2 separate regions of the Xenopus laevis genome follow, and region 2 is linked to region 1. The links are chromatin contacts, called in public Hi-C maps. All regions are on one chromosome and are shown on one strand. The core of a region is the stretch at or near the end of the contact, and the rest is flanking DNA. Distances in the headings are between cores, read along the strand shown. Region 1 has its middle 32 kb from the start of rbpms2.L. Region 2 has its middle 29 kb from the start of rbpms2.L.

Region 1 (2,585 bases), core at 25-2,524:
GTGCATCTAATTGATCGGCCAGGTTAAAACATTTTCACAGTGAAATCTATCTTTGTTTGCATGGCCAAGCAGGCAGATACCCTCAGTTTTCCTGGCTTCAACTCGACAGCATCGCTTGAAATGGTCTTTTTAATTGATGGACAAATTGTACATAAAAACGATCGTTTCAAGATAAGCTTGGTCGAACGATAACGAAAAAATCTTTTAAAAATCTTTACATCAATGGCTAGCTTCCCATGTGTTAAGTAAATGACATATCTATACTGGAAAGAAAAGAGAATCCACTCTTTATTCCCTTCATTACATCCTTTATTTCTTTCCTAACCATTTTTAATCCCTCCCAAACACCTTTCTTCTCCCCCTCTAACCTCTCCTCCCTCCCAAAAAAAACACCTTTCCTCTTCCCCTCTAACCTATCCTCCTAAATGCTTAACCAAAGCTTATCTAAAGAAGTAGGCTAGAAATGTTGTATATTATGTATTGGGTTTCTATCCCAGCCCAAGGCAACCACGGTTCTTTGGCAGTAAATATCTGTGTCTCCAAAGATGCCCCTGTAGCTCCCCATCTTCTTTTCTGCTGATTCACTGCACATGTTCAAATATAATATAAATGTCACAATATAAGGTTAATTAGTTATTAGTTCACATAACATGGCAGCTCTGAAACCAGTGCAATAAGCTTGTGAATTTAATAATCAGCCATGTATCATCAGCTTACATGACAGGTCAGCATAATTTTCTGTTTGATAATTTGTGATGACCCCTAAGCTTAGCTTCACTCAAAGCACACTGAGCATGTGCATGTCGCAGACACTTCTCCCAAGATGGGGACCTCCTGTGATAACTGTAAAGGCCTAGATTACTACTATAGAGATGCTGAAACTTTGGCTGGTGCAGTAAATTCAGAATATTTTGACATTTTAGCCATATTCATTTTTAGGGTTTAGTTCTCCTTTAAAAAGAGTTATAGAAAAAAGTATTGGACCCTCCATGCTCCTCTGTGCTCCAGTGAATCTGCACTATATATATATATATATATATATATATAATATATATATATATATATATATATATATATATATATATATATATATATATATATATATATAATGATATATCTCAGTGATATAACAACATGTCATTTGGGAAGTTTATACTAATTCTTATTTTTTGTACTACAGTATATTTCCAACAGCTAAGTCTTTGAACAGCATTTCCGAAACGGGTTTCCTTTTTCCTCTCTCAGCAACAGCCGGAGCCTGGAGGGGGGTGAAGGCAGGAGGAGACTGTTGTATTTGAGCCTCCCATACAAAACATGTTCCCACGATCTGATTCCATTCTGTACTTAGTTCTAATTGTTTTAATGTAGACCTTCGACATTTGTTTTTAACAGTTCAAGTAATCCACACCTATTAAAGGGGTTGTTCACTTTCCAAATACTTTTTCAGTTCCTTGTTTTCAGATTGTTCACCATAAACAAAGACTTTTTTCAATTGATTTCCATCTTTTAATTCTTAAAATGTTCTCCAAATTTAAGTTTAAAGTTTAATGTTCCTGTCTCAGTCTGGTAGCTGTGATCCAGGAACATTCTGAGCTATTACAATTTGCTATGTTTAGTTGATACATTTAGTTGATACATTTAGTTGATACATTTTTCAGCAGTATCTGTGGAATATTCGCATCTATTGTATCAATCAACAGCTGTCTTTTTATGAATTGTGTTCAGCAGGGACAAAGAAAAGAAATGTATCAACTAAATGTATCAGTTTAGAACAGTTAAAGGGTCGGTGACCCACCTCCCCTCTCCGAGCTGCTTTAGAAGGTGAAAAATGAAACTTCAGTATTAGAAAACGGGTCACAAATAGAAAATAGAAAGTAATTATTTCTGGTGAACAATCTGAAACCAACTGAACTGGAAAAATGTGTTTGAAGGTGAACAACCCCTTTAATAGCACAGTCACCATATAATGCTACACTTAAGCACTATTAAATATATATAGTCAAAGACTTTTCATAGAAACCAGCTTAACTTTTCCACTAACTGGTGATTTCATTATCCAGGTGCAAAATAACACTATGCATAAATAATAGGGATGCGCTGAATCCACTATTTTGGGATTTGGCTGGATTCTGAATCCTTCAGGAAAGATTGGGCCCACATCCGTGCACTTCCTTGTTTGTGTTAAGAAAAGTCAAGTTATTTTAAAACTTAGTTTGGCCAGGCACTTGGATTCATTCTGGGTTTAAAGCATCCCTAATGTTGTTGTCTATAACAATAAATCATTCATGCTGAGGTGTATATGGCATACTTATAAAATAGAAGTATGTATGGGGGTGACCTACTACCCAACTTCTAGTCTAGTTGTCCCAGGAATGATTAAAATCCCTTGTTAAACCAATCTTATATAGACATTCTGTTGCATGGCGAGGTAGTTGTGGAAATGCATTCAATAAACGAGAAAGGAAAGCATACTTGATGATGGTGGGGATAGGAATTGCTGGCAGCATCAGAGCAGAGTTGGGTTCTGTGTGGCTGTTGTAACAGATAGCTGACTGCTGTAACATATAGGTTCTGAAGAATCCCAT
Region 2 (2,585 bases), core at 51-2,550, 61 kb before region 1:
ACCCGGCGGGGGGCTGGGCCCTGGGGCAGTAACCCCGGTGGGCCCCAAGCCCCCCAGTCCGACCCTGGTCATCTCCTTTCTGTTCTTTTGTTATTTTCATTAAATGTTGTACAAATACAATTTGCTTTTCTAGGCCATTCTTCTGTCACATGAAAGCTGTGAGAATAATCTGTTTAAATATCACCTTCACAAGTTTCTGTATTCGGCTGTATATTTCTGTATCTTAAAATCACACCTGGTTAAAACACTGCATTTTGTTGCAACCATTTCTTCCTGAATCAATAGGTTGATGGCTAATGTAGATGTAACCTGGCAGTTTGTTTATATGCATTGCATTATTGTGCACCTGTAGACTATATACATTTATATCACACTTGGGAAGATCTTATATCTATAGGTAAACCATGACCTTTTATTTTCAATGTCTTAATTCATAACAATAGTATTTGTATTCACCACCCAGCCAAATGATTACCCTAAAATGTTTGGTAATGCCTTTTGAAAGACTTTACATATACACTAGTGATATTGGAGCTCTCTGACATCAATGTTATCCATTTCCCCCAAACCATTTCTTGCTCATGCTCTCGAGTAAATTCACAAAAGCAATAACCTCTGCTAACATTTTTTTTTTTTTAAACAGTCGGTATTTAGTGGCACTTTATTGCCACTAGGTGGAGACAATAGTCATTATTAGAACAACCACATCTAAAGTTCACTGTGATGAATAAATGCATCATGACATGATGCATCTCTAACCCCCGTCCTTTTTAAGAAAAACGTTCTATAGGTTTATCTACCTAAATATGTTATTATCCTTTTATTTACACTATGGTAGTCAACAGTTAAGATATCACCCTAAAGTCTGGACACCTGCCTGCGCAACACCTTAATCAAAAACCAGTAGTTCACAGTCTATCCTTCCTTTAACAGGCACTACTCTTCTGGGAACGCTTTCTACTCGATACTATGGCATTGTGAGGTTGGGCACTAACAGCGTTGGATTGGGGGTTCTCGGCCCACTGGACCTGCAGCATCGGGGCCCACACTCACCCCCCTTGGGTCCTGCCTCCCTGGGTTAAAAGTCGATGTGCAACCAACCCTAACTTGCCCCTTTACTACCTGCACCTGACCCTAACCCGGCACACCTCCATATTTATAGACCAGCACACACCCCGTCCAGCACTGACATCACAGAAGGGACAAGGCACACAGGTGCGAGCAGGGTCTGAACTAGGGGTAGGTAGAGTAGGCACATGCCTAAGGCTCAAAGCTGGGGGGGGGCGCCATGCACGTACTTCTCTGACTACCCCTCTCTGCTCTGTGACCGACCGGCCACTTTGGCATTGTTTTGCCAAAGCGCGTCAATCCTCGCATGCACGCGATGTCTACTTGCGCGTGAGTGCCTTTTCGTGCAGTCGCTGAACATCCAATAGACGCTAACGCGCATGCGTGCGCACAGTCGGCATTGTGTAGGGCGTCTGGCGTTGCCTAGGGCACCTGGCTGGCTTGGCCCAGCTCTGGGTGCTAGTCTATAAAAAGTGGTGACTAGTGGCAGAAGGAAGTGGGGTATTGAAAGGTCGCAGGCGGAGTGGGTGCATGGTAAAGTTCAGCCTGAACCACCTGTGACACACAAAAATTGTGTGGAAGTCGGCAAATGACTACTGCTTGGGCCTGGGTGCAGGAGGATAGGTTTGTGACATCCGCTAGTGGTACCTGGTGGGGCAGCAGGAAATTTCACAATGGGGGTGGGGCATCCAGATAAGGTTGCCATCTTTTTGTTTCCAACTCCAGTCAGGGTGCAAGGCAGGTGACATTGGGGGTGGGGAAGGAGATTTCAGGGGGGCTGATGGCTTTGGGGACAGTACTAATGACATGGCGATCATCAATTGGCTGATCGTCACGCCATTAACTTCAATGTCCTGTCCGAATTTCCTTATTTGGAAAAACCAGCTATAATGGGGTTACAAGTTTAATGTTTTTGTTACGTTTTACTACTTATTTTTCTATTAAGGCCCTCATCATCCCTTCTCAAATGTAAACCAATAGCTGGTTGCAAGGGTATATTGGACCCTAGCAACCAGATAGCTGCTGAAATTCCAAACTGGAGAGGTGCTGAACAAAAAGCTTGATACACAGGATTGTAGAAGTGTATCAAGCCTTGAACAAAGAATATTACTGAGGTCAGGACCTCAGCAAAACAGTCAGTGATGCTCACCATCAATGTTTGTCTACAATGTTAATAAATATAAATTTCAGATCTTTCATGCTGCTTTAGAAACTTTAGTGTTAAAAGGGAATCAAGCAGGAGCTGTACAAAAGGAATATCCCTTTAAGACTCAGCAGTTGAGCTACCTCTGACCTTTATCTGTCTTAATCATGAGCTTTTAGTTATCCTCTCCCTTCCTGGTACACCACGCTCTGAAGGTGCTCACTCCCCCAATTATGTCTACACATCATCAAGTACATATGTTGTGCCAATGTATATACTGTACAAATACACATGCCTCTGGTAGGGAAGAGGGAGAATGTTATAAATAAGATTACATGCATAACTGTGCATCAGGATACAAAGGAATAAGCAT

The links. A called contact is a pair of places that touch in the nucleus more often than the background predicts.
Region 2: a Hi-C map of the XTC cell line shows a contact between it and region 1, with 3 times the contacts expected there. The contact joins two enhancer-like sites. A contact is called at or near these places in 2 of 4 Hi-C or Micro-C datasets (the XL177 cell line and the XTC cell line).

What each region holds. Positions count from the first base shown.
Region 1 is chr3L:100,251,955-100,254,539 of Xenopus_laevis_v10.1, reverse strand. No RefSeq gene overlaps it. Among protein-coding and RNA genes, the nearest start is that of rbpms2.L, 32 kb to the left of the region's middle. Within about 2 kb of position 1,274, at least 1 of the 7 cell types and tissues checked has an H3K27ac peak or open chromatin away from gene starts, as enhancers often do.
Region 2 is chr3L:100,312,661-100,315,245 of Xenopus_laevis_v10.1, reverse strand. No RefSeq gene overlaps it. Among protein-coding and RNA genes, the nearest start is that of rbpms2.L, 29 kb to the right of the region's middle. Within about 2 kb of position 1,300, at least 1 of the 7 cell types and tissues checked has an H3K27ac peak or open chromatin away from gene starts, as enhancers often do.